Regions from separate parts of the Mus musculus genome. Here region 1 is linked to region 2. Evidence: chromatin contacts called from public HiChIP or PLAC-seq data. All regions are on one chromosome and are shown on one strand. Each heading gives the region's core, a stretch centred on a gene start, on an enhancer-like site or on the middle of the called end of the contact. The rest is flanking DNA. Distances are from core to core; before and after follow the strand shown.

Region 1 (5,784 bases), core at 2,087-4,586, 100 kb before region 2:
TTTTATATGAGGTGGCTAGAAAAGAGCTAATTAGCACCTAATAAATCTTCAGTAGGTTTTGAGGGAATAAATTAAAGTTATTAATTTTAGGTGTTGGGGAGATGGCTCAGTTGGTAAAATACAAACATAAGGACCCGATTTGAGTCCCCAGCAAGCTGGATATAGTAGTGGGCATAGTAGTGCCCATGTGTAATTGCAGCACTGGGGAAGCCAAAAGAAGTAGCTCCCTGAGAATTTTAAACTGGCTAGTTCACTTTAAGCACAGGTCCTCAAGTCCCTGGAAGAAACCTCTTAAAAAGTAAGGTGGACAGCTCCTGTCACACACGTGTACACTCTCACACATAAGAACACACACGCAAAATTGTATTAGTTTAGATGAAATGCCGAAACCATGCCAAGATTTTGTACCCAACAGCATATCAACTGTCTCTACTGAAGCATGCACAATCACTAGGTCACCAGTAACATTCAAGGAAGTTTGCAGGAGGGTAAATAAATCTGCTTCCGTGGGAAACGGAACGCATGAGGAAGATTCTAAGCCACTTGGAAGTTACTTAAAATCTGTTTTCAAAACTAATTAATACGGTGCAGATTGACTCTACCAAATAATATTTAATTATTTGGGTATAAAATAGCTACTAAAACAGTATCCTTGTCTAAAAATTCTGTACATGTAAAGAAAAGAAACAGAACTAAATAAAGTCTTTACTGTACAGCTTCCAGCCCACTGCTATATTAAATTCTAAGATCTACTCTCCAGCTACTGGGAAATAAAATTTCTTACATTTGTACTTTTCCAAAATGCCTTTCAGTAAGCTAAGTAAATCTAAAGAGACGTCAACCCCAACGGTGAGCAAAATACCAACACGAGGCTTCCCTCATGTTTCACAGAACCTGTATTTCAGAAAATCTAAAAATCCCTGTAGCTTTTGCTTTGACAGCATAATTAAGTAGTAACCGAAGTCCTTTCCACACCCTCTCTGAATCCCAGTGCCCGGCATGCATTAGGTCACCAATAAATACTTGCTGAATGAACTTTTCCAGTAATGCTGCTGTATCTGAGCCGAGCCAATCAAATTCTTAGACTTCGGTTCAGTCAGTCAGTCAGTCTTGCATGTATTTGCAAGAAAGGGGGGGGGGGGGGGCAGACAGGATTAAGAATGCATTTTTGTGAGTCACTAGAGTAATATGAATTAGCCCACTAGGGGCAAGGCCACGTGATCAACAAATGTCCAGGCCTCTGCCATGCCATCTAGAGAAACCTAAAAGCAATCATCTTTATGAGCTTTCGAATGTCTAGAAGAGAGCTTTCTCCTGACCTCTAATAACCTTATCTCGGTTCCATCTAAACATTTTTCCAGTTTTCACCGTCTTTCATAAAAGTTCTGTTAGGTATTGATAAACTCATAGTAAAGGGTAGAGTTCAGAAGTGAGGGAGGGGAGTGACTGAGCCATCCACAGCGCGCTATGCAGAACACCTGCGAAGGAAAGTTAAACTTCATTTCCTGAAGCCCTGAAGGCTACTGGGGAAAAAGAGCCAGACGAGATAGAAAGCCCGGAGGAAAAAATGAGAACGACGCCGCCAACATGGAAGGTAAACAGAAGTGCTGGAGGCACCAGGGTGACATGGGGCAAAACCCTGATGACGAGGGCGCCGCCAAGTCCCAGGGGCACTCTGGGGAAGGGGACGGCAGAAGCATGGCGAGGCTTAGTTCTATTTGCACGGATATCAAGCCCGGACCTTTTCCCCCACTTGCAGGACTCCTTGGGCCGAAGTCACCGCCCTGACTTACTCCCTCTGGTCGCGATAGTCATCTAGTGTCAGGAGTGCAGAAATGACAAAATCTTTAACACCTCACCCCCAGTGACTTCTAAAGCAAAAGAATAACCTGTAGGCGAGCTGTCCTATACATCAGTGCATAGACAAGCAAACGATTAACGCTGACAACTTATTTTATTTAAAAAAATATAATATGGTTCCTCCTGAGTAAAATGTGCTTACCTACTGGCACTTTTTACCTGAAGAATTAGCCCCCTTACAATTTATACAAAAACAAACAAACAAACAAGCAAGCAAACAGAAAACTGTGTGGCGATGAAATGCCCTCCGGTTTTACAGTAAGACACTACCATCGGGTACGGTACTGTATTCGTATTCACATTTTGTACTCCAGCCTTGTCCAGAGCCTCTGAGTTTTCAACATACAGAGGAAAACGATGTTTTGAAGTGCGCCGGTGCCGGGGCTCCGGTGCCCGGCGTCAGGATGGCCTGGGCTCCACCCACACCTAGATCGCAGCGCCAGAGCGACCGGCTCCTTGCTTGCACAGCGTCGCCTACAGGCCTTATCCCGACTACCAGGGAGGCAATCAAAACCACCGCCAAAAAGGAAAAAAAAAAAAAAAAAAAAAAAAAAAAGAGGCAAGTCCAGCAGCCCTCTCGTATTTCCAGAAATTAATGCACCACCACCACCACGATCACGATTCCAACTCAGCCAGGCTGGGAGTCTTCACCTCCGAGGACTGTGTTCTTCGCAGAAAATAACCCAGACAGACATAGGATCCGGCCGCTCCCGGGACGATCCATCCATCACGGCTGCGGGAACAGCGTTTGAAAGGTCGGCATCCAACCCGCCGGCAGCGGGAGCTCGGCTTCCCCCCGGGGCCCGGGGCCGGCCAGTCAGGGAGAGCAGCGCGGCCTCGGCTGGCCGCCTTCTCCGGGATTGAGGGTGGGGGGCTATGAGGCCCGGAGCGCCTGAGAAGAGGGAGATCCCGGCCTCACGCCACCACAGCGGACCAGCGCCCGGCTGCTGTCGCCTCGAGGGGGACCAAAAGGAAAAAAAAAAAAAAAAAATCAAGCCGGTCACCCGAGCAACGGCGTAGACGCCGTCTTGCAGAAGCGACCCCACGGGCAGCATCCACGGCCGTCCGTTGCACAGGACAAGGGCACGGAGCAGAACCGCCGCTGCTGCTCCCGCTGCCTCCGCCGCTGTCGCCGCCGCCGCCGCGCCTCCGGAGCCCGCGGGAGCCGGCGCGCTGAGGCAGAGCTGCGAGCCCGAGTGGCGGCGGCGGCGGTGGCGGCGGCGGAAGTGGAGTAGGGAAGAGGGGGTGGTTGTTAGTGTTTGGCGCCGGCGGAGGGAGTCATTCCTGCAGCTGCACTTCCGGTCGGCATTTTGTTCTGAGAGGGAGAGACGGAACGAGAGAGAGAGACACACACACACATACACACACACATACACACACACACACACACATACACACACACACACACACACACTGGGCTCCTTCCCCCCCGCCCGCCCTCCCGTCCCTCCCTCCCTCCGTCGGTACCGACTCACCCGACACCAGCAAAGCCGCCAGGGAGGGACGCCCCCGCCGCCAGGAGGATTGGTTCCCGGGCCCGCGGCGATGCCCCCCCGGTAGCTCGGGGCCCCCGGCCGGGTGTTTGTGTGAGTGTTTCTATGTGGGAGAAGGAGGAGGAGGACGAAGAAGAAGCCGCGATTTGTCTTCTCGGCTGCTCTCCCCCCGGCTCTACATGTTCCCCGCACTGAGGAGACGGAAGAGGAGCCGTAGCCACCCCCCCTCCCGGCCCGGATTATAGTCTCGCTCTCTCGCTCTCTCTCTCTTGCCACCGCGGCCTCGGCCTCCGCTTCGGATTCAGACGCCGATTCGCCCAGGTAAATTCCTGCTCTTTTATTTCGGCGGCGGCGGTGGCGGCGGTGGCGCCGGCGCCAGGTCCCTCAGCGTTTCTCCTCCTCGCTCCCCTCCCCGCCGTTTCCTCAGCGGCCCCGGGTCTCTTCCACGGGGCGAGTCGAGAGAGTGAGTTCGCTCGCTCGCTCCTCTCCGGCGGCAGCCACCCTGGGTGGCGGCGGCGGCGGCGGTGGCGGCGGGGTTCGTAGCCTCTCCCGGCCGGCTTCGGTGACGGGGAACCGGGCTCCCTGCCGGGCGGCCGGGGAGGCGTAGGCCCGGCGGAGAGTGCAGGCCGCGGGCCAGCGGAATCTACTTGAGCTCGGGGATTAGGAGAGCTCCGGGCTGAGCGGAGCGACTGCTGGTCGGTGACAGGCCTCGCCCGGGAGAGGAGCCGTAGCTAGTGAGGAGGCGGAAACAATACAACTATCAGCAAATGTGCCCCGATCGTCCCCCATATTTACAACTTTCCCGGTCCGGGAGTGGGGAACGTCCCAGTGAAACAAACAACCCCCCTTCTTCCCCCTGTGACCCCATGAAGGGAGGAAGTAGTTTCAGTTAGTGAAACAAATGTAAATACTCAGACACGGCTACAGTGGTAATTCTCTGCCAAACTTGTTTGGACGTTTTGGAAAGTTAATAAAGACTGGTTTCCTTTGTAAAAGGATCAAACCGTCCACATGTATATTTAATCTAGAAAACCCTAGCGTTGTGCACACTGCACATCCCCGCCCAGGAGCTTTTATGTTGTTTGACAGAGTGTGTTGCACATGGACTTTTTATTCAAAGACCAAGTAGAAAGAACTTGACAGGTTTACTCCGACACTTTGTATTTGTATCTGTTATGTAAGGATAATTTTAAATGACTACATAAAACTCTCTGGATACTTTTTAGCCTAAACGGGTGCAAGAATACAAAGAATTCTAAGTGTTTTTGAGCGTACATGGAGATAAGGATGAAACCTATTTTCTTTCAAAGGATAGAAGTTAAGTTGCACTTAGAATCTTTGGGAGGTTTAAAACACACATACATATACACACATAGAAGGTGCCATCCTTTCTTGTCAGGGCAGATCTTAGTGAGTCCCAGGATTGTCATTGGCTGTTTGTACCATGATGTTTGACTGTGTAATGAGCGAGGTGTCATTTTAATAGGTCAAATGTATCTGTAGATGCTGGAGAAAAATACCAGTTCTGTATCTTACCAAGTTCTAGTTCACGAGTAAGTTAGATGTTGGGAGCTTGTTTCTCGCGGCTTTGGCAATGGAAGTTGGTGTAAGACGGAAATACCTTTTTAAAAGTCCTCAGACTTTAAAAATTGCACAGAAAAAGAAATGTCCCGTTTGATACTTTGTTTCATATTCGCTGAGGGAGAACTCATTTGTTAAAAGGTAGCAACACTACTCAAGGCGGCCCCTCGTAATGGTAGTGGTTAAAATAGCCCTTTAAATATTCTGGGTCTTAAGTTTTTGTCACTGTAGAATAACTTTTTTGCGGGTTATTTTTGAGTTTAGCATGCTGCTTACAAAAAATTGCTCCACCTTTCCTGAAAACGTATGGATAAATGTTAAAAAGAGTGAAGTTAATATAGCTGTCACGTACTAGGCATGTTTTTAATGCTATAAATCCGTGTAGTAGTCAGTAGCGTGTCCGTGATTTGTATTGGTCGGGGAGCAGTTTGAATTTTAAAAAGCCTGAAGGTCCTGCTGAGCCCCAATCCCGGCCTCCCTCCCTCCCACTAATCTCCCATTCCTGTCTTTGTGCTGCCTGCTCCTGTTAGACTCTGTTTGCTACGGGGCCTCAGGCCTACGGGGGTGAAGGCGGTGTGTGTGTGTGGGGGGGGGAGTATGCCAGGAGGGAATGCTGAAGTGAGGAAGACTTCCCGTCTTGAGAAAGCAGTTTGGGGGAGGGGGGGCGTGTAAAAGGTTGGGTAAAGGTGTCATTAAAAAAATGTTTTAAAGGCTCTGTGATTATCGTTTCAACTTTTATCTGAACTGTATGTCAAGAGATGAATTTATTTCCATGAAAGATAATGGGAAAAGAGTTCTTGCTTAGTTTTCATAAACAGAAGCAACTTTTATAAGTTACAAGGAGTCTTAT
Region 2 (5,822 bases), core at 3,242-5,741:
GTGGGGCAGGTGATCAATTCACCACAGTTAGGCTTCCAGGAAGCATTCAAGACCTACATGTTTTTAAGCAAAACTAAGGCAACTTTGCACACTGCTGCTGTGCCCCTCTCTACGCCCTTAAATTAAGACCTTGCTCTGTGACCTGAATTATAAACATATACTCTATCCAATATATTACACTGATGACCACTAACATTTTACTCAGTTACTTAGTTTTGACTCAATATATGAGCCTCCATGCCAAAACTAGAGGTTTTTTTTTTTTTTTTCAGTTTTCTATTGTTTTTATTTTTCTCAAGTTAGTGCTGGAACATATTCTAACAGTTCTTTCTCTGAAGCCAGCCGTTTGTGACCTCGAGAGCTTGTGTTATAAGCTGTCCGTCCAATGTACTCACTGGAAATTTGAGTCCCTAGTTGAGTCTTCTGCTAATCCAACAGTCACTAAGCACCATGCGTTTACATCAACTCCCTGCTGTCTGTCTGTCTTGGTAGGAAAAGCAGAAGACTTCGAGGCCTTGTGGTACTGAGTTAAAACTTTCAGAACAGCAATGGGTATATTCTCCAAATTGGTGTTGTATTATTGTCTTAACTAATGTTATAGATTCTTGAGACTTGGAAATATAGCATGATGCCCATCTCCTTTTCTGGCGTGATTTCTCTCTTTTATATAAGCACTATTACTTGAATATTACAAGAGATAATGTTGGCTATCTAATGTTTCCTGCTCTAAACCAGTAAAGAACTATTTGATTTCATTTTATAAAATATTTCATATAAGATAATCAATTCTGATCTTCTACACCAAGATTTACATAGGTAAGTAAAGTTAGGTAAAATTGTCTGTTGCCTTTAGTCATCAAAGATGAATTGTCTTGAAAAAATTATTTGCTACTTCTACTTTATTTTTAAACTGCCAAAATCATACTAACTTTTTCTTCCTAGAAACTGTATGAATGCTTATGTCTCTAGGTTTACATGGTAAAGTGTAATGACTCTTAATATAGTTTTTTGGTAGATTTTTTTGTCATTACTCTCTTATTGGAAAATGTAAAACTATTTCATAGCATACTTGAATTTATTTACTATTTTCAATTGTAAACATTTTTAAATATTTTGGTGTATTGATCATACTTTATAGACTTCTATTATATTTAATTAAGTGTTCATTGTTTTGTCCTTACAAGGAAATTTTTTATGATGCTAAAAGGTACTAAATTGCTTCTCAAATAGACAATGACAAGTAAAGATGTACAAAGCTCTTACCTAACCACCGTTAGGCAACTGTCAGAATTATCAAGGAAGATGGAGGTGGTGTGTACTCCATCTTACCACGTGTACTGAAGGTTGCATTAATTTCAGGCTATGGGGGGCCTGCTGTAGTCCTAGAGAGACACAACATAGAGATGACGGTGTAACTTAGTGGGACAGTGCTTACCTAACATGGACAAGATGCCTGTATCATTAATCTCGGTTATTACAATAATAAAGTCAATTTTTAAAATTGTTATATAATTATATGTACATATAAATTTATTACGTTTAGGGTTGCTATTTAAGTTATAATTATAAAAAGATTTATTTTTATTCTGCTACTTTGGTTAAAGTTTTTATCTTCAGATTTAAATTTCTTTCTTGCCTTTTATTAATAGGTAGTATAGATCAATCAGTGTTAAAAGAATTGCCCCCTGAGCTCCTGGCAGAAATTGAATCTACCATGCCACTTTGTGAACGTGTGAAAATGAACAAACGCAAGCGTAGCACAGTTAATGAAAAGCCAAAATATGCTGAAATCAGTTCAGATGAAGATAATGATAGTGATGAAGCGTTTGAATGTAAGTATCATTTAACTGTCTTTAGGAGTTAAAGGCAGATTAATATGTGTAACATAATTTGGGGGTTAACAAGAGCACAGTTACCTTAATTCTTAATAACTTAGTATAGCAAGATTTTTTTCTTTATACTTTAAAACTGTATGAAAGATGAGTTCACTTGGCACCAAGAAAAAGTCTAGCTGAGCTGTAATAGTGATAGAAAACACCCGTTCTGTGTCTATTTGTATTTTACCTGTACTGGACTCCGGATAGAGAGTAGGCGTTGGAAATTAAACTACACATTAAAAATGTGACCCCTATCTCACAGTCTCAGTCTGTTGGGGGGATCTGTAATGATTGTACTACAAGTGGTAATCGTAGATGCAGGGTGCTGTGCGAGCACATTGCCATCAATGTCAGTGGGGGTTCAGAGAGTGCTTACTGGAAGAGGTGACACTTGAGTCTGGAAGGACACGTAGGAGATAGCCAGATAAAGAAATATTTAAAACCATACTATCACTAAATTATGAATGGCTTAGCCACATTGTGATTTATCTGTGTGGTTTGGACCTGGCTTCTCCTTTTGCCCAGCTGTGTCCTGGAATTCCTCCCTTGTTTCACTGTTTTCCAGAGCTGGCTTCTTCACTACACAGCTACCTCTCTACAACACTGTGATCACCTGTCTTTGCACTAGACTTGCTATACCTCGCCTGTCTTCCTACTGGTCCACTGAAAAAGTTCTTCTCTTTTATCCCTATCTTCCTTCTTCTGGAGCAAGAGAATTGAGCCTAGCCAAGAGGGGTCAGCAACCTTGTTTGACTTAAACGGCATTCAGTGGAAACAGACTATGGGAGATCTTCACTTGTGTGCCAACTGACTTAGTCATAATGACCAAAAGAAGTGGGAAGACCACCAGTGTGTTCTACCTTTTCCACCTAGTGTCTGTAGATTGAGGTGTGACAAGCAAGGGCAGGAAGGACAGATGCATGCTGCCATTTTTAAGTGTATATTGCCGATGGAAGCTCTTCACCTCCTCCAAAGCTTTTAATCAATGTTCATTTACTCATCCTTTCAAAATTGTGAGCTCTTCAGCTAGAGCAGTACACTATGATACTGAACAGATTTTACGTTTTAAAACTGAAATATACAACCAAGATAATCTACCATGTGTGATTGTTATAATTTGTGTTATTATGAGATGTATTAACAATACAGTATATTAAAATGGCTAAAGTTTTTTTTTAATTATAATCAAACATTTTGGTGAAATAAGGACATGGTTAGCTCTGGAAAGTAAGAAGACAAAGGAAGCGTGTTGGCCCTAAAATTTAGTTCCTTTTATTTGCATGTCTGTCTACTCCTTCCCCTATCCTTTCACCGTTCTAAAGTCCTTACTTGCAGCTTCATTATAAACTTCACTTCTTCTCTGGCTGCTTGAGTGGCTACCTGCATTGCTAAGTTGGTGCGGATTATGAAATTCCTGAATAATAAAAGCAAAGGATAACAATCAGAAATGTCCACTACAAAGTAGGGAAAAGTTGAGCCACACCTTTGTCATCAATGTAGACACAATTTTTTTTTTTCTGTTGTGAAAGATACTGTCTCATTTCATGGAAGTGTAAAGCCTCACCCTAAGACTATGGGTGCCATATAACTGTACCCAGGAGTACTGAAAGCTCATGTTAATATTGTTAAGAGTATTTAGGCTTCAACTTCTGCTATGAGAAAAGGAATTTTCTCTAGATTTTAAAAAAGATACCCAAATGGTTTACTGTTTTGCTTCGTTTATTTCAATCTAGTTAAGTATAAAAATCAAGGGTCTACTGATTCGACTGTTGAAAATGTTCAATTGGTAGTTGACATAAAGAACCAAATTGTCATTTTGCTATAAGAGTAACCAAAATTTTGTACTACTGTACAAAATTTAAAAAGTATCATGTGAACAGTAATTGGAAAAATTATGTTGTTTTGAGATAGACTTTGTGAAATTTAGGACTTCCCTGAAGTTTAAACAAATTGGTTTACTAAAATCTAAGGATTAAGGAAATAGTATTGTAATTTGTAAATAAATAAATAACCAAAGAATCTCTTTGAAAGTTGAACTTAACAGATGAACTTAACCAAAATACAAATATAAAGTTACCGGTACCAGGAAAAGGTGGAGAGGGAGGATGAAGGAAATGGGGGTGGGGAGCACTAAAATTCCGAAAGGGGAGGTAGAGAACTCTGAATTCATACTTCCTGTGTCTCGTTTGTGCTCCTATCCGTCCTCTGCGTTTTCTAGAGCAGTGAGAGAAATAGAGAAATTAACAAGCTAGCCTACTAATTGGGATGGTGCTGACCTCATGGAACACACTGTGGCATAAACATTGTGGGGTTATTCACTCTGTTTTAATCCAAACTGCCCAAACTTTAATGAATGGGACAGAAAGATGCCCTAAGGCCTCTAAAGAATGATGAGTGCAGCATACTGTATAATTCCTAATAACCACAAGATTTATCAAGGATTTATAGTGATAGAATTGAAGGCCGAATATAGATTTTTTTTAATTAATTAAAATATAGAGTAAAATAGTTTGTAGTTTTGATTTGTAAGCATAAGGTCTCATACTTGACATTATAGCATGCCTCATTCTAAGCAACTTTGTTAGTTCCTTATTTGGTAGACAAGTCAGTAACTGTTGAAGTGTTGCAAAATGTTTAGTGAATATTATATAAACACATGATCCATCTAAGTGAGTCTCTCTTCCCCTTTTTCTCTAATAATGAAACAAGTTGTTTAGATAGTGGGTGTTCTTGAACATACCCTAACCATAAACGTGAGGAGGTCCTGCCGCTTCTCACATAGTTTATAGCTTAACGAGACTCATACCTTCAATAGTTATGAAGTAAACTATTGAAGATTTGAATATATTCACTCCCATAGAGCTGTTTTCAATAACAACTCTTTTAAGACCAAGTTACCCTTTTCTGTTCATACTAGAGTTTAGTACCAGGAAACAAACCAGATCATGAACAGGAATAATTATGGCATTTAGACATTTATTGTTCACACATAGTGATACCAACACAAATATAAATAGGGCGTTTGAGCCAGATTGACATTCTTAAATCTAAGCCTCGTAGTGGGTTCAAGAGGTTTCTTTTAATATTTCTGTATATTGATCATAGTTAGGAATTCATAGAAGCCAGTCAGAGGAAGGAAGGTGTTAAAAAAAATCAACAGACTAGTCACCAGCAATTTGTTACTATAGTAACTGGTATAGGGACCAGCTAGATGGTTCATCAGTGAAAAGGCACTTGTCACACAAGCCTGGCAACCTGCATTCAACCCTGGGACCCACATAAAAGGTGGGGTGGGAGAACTGACTATGCAGAGCTGCCCCGAGCTACATGCACACACACATACAAAATAACAACAAATAAATATTTTTAAATACTGTTGTAATAATCTCAAGGTAGGACAGACACATCAGTCCTATCTTGTTTTTAACTAGTGGTGCCTACACCAGACACCAGGTGTAGAGTGTATTTTTCACTTGCACTGCCTCTAAGTTTCACTGCAGAACTGTTGCTTTTTAATACTGAACTGTAACCCTTTCTTAAAGCTCAGATTCATTTTCAACTTAATACATGAGTTGATATGTCAGATGAAATTCTTTGCACAGACGCTCCTCCTGTCAGTATTGTTGATCTTAGCAGAATAAACTTTGGAAAGATGGGGGGACCTTTGAAGGTAACATATATAAACATGCTTCTGGAGGTAACATATATGAACATGCTTCTGGAGCATGCGTAAGCCTAGAAGCTTGCCTTGAGTCTAGCATGCCAATTGTCGGGGAACTATCTATCTCAGTGTGTTAGTGTTTGCAGTTCTGATATATACTATCTCTGTAGGTTTGTGGTGTTAGGTCATCAGAGTCTCTGGAATTTATTGCTAAGTTGTAAGTATAACTTAGCCGTTAATTGATGGAGTATTTGGTCACATATATTCTGTAACACTATCTCAAA

What was found. HiChIP or PLAC-seq counts read pairs in DNA pulled down with a chosen protein or histone mark.
Region 1: an H3K4me3 HiChIP or PLAC-seq map of bone marrow-derived macrophages shows a contact between it and region 2, with 2.7 times the contacts expected there. The contact joins the promoter of Nipbl here to the enhancer-like site in region 2. A contact is called at or near these places in 2 of 39 promoter capture datasets (the HPC-7 cell line and pre-B cells), 1 of 484 Hi-C or Micro-C datasets (MC3T3-E1-derived osteoblasts), 6 of 115 datasets of contacts at active chromatin or transcription factors (the HPC-7 cell line, the SCID.adh cell line, bone marrow-derived macrophages and 2 more) and 1 of 9 other capture datasets (adipose tissue).

Annotation. Positions count from the first base shown.
Region 1 is chr15:8,442,015-8,447,798 of GRCm38.p6, reverse strand. Nipbl (NIPBL cohesin loading factor) reads left to right here and starts at 3,336. Exons shown (of 47, transcript NM_027707.3): 1 at 3,336-3,674. LOC102634078 reads right to left here. Exons shown (of 3, transcript XM_017316813.1): 2 at 3,835-4,084; 3 at 1,936-3,736. The coding sequence ends at 2,508.
Region 2 is chr15:8,339,485-8,345,306 of GRCm38.p6, reverse strand. Nipbl (NIPBL cohesin loading factor) reads left to right here. Exons shown (of 47, transcript NM_027707.3): 11 at 1,650-1,832. Among named protein-coding and RNA genes, the nearest start is that of Gm52208, 63 kb to the right of the region's middle. Within about 2 kb of position 4,491, at least 13 of the 459 cell types and tissues checked have an H3K27ac peak or open chromatin away from gene starts, as enhancers often do. A contact at or near this core is called in bone marrow-derived macrophages, where this site is marked.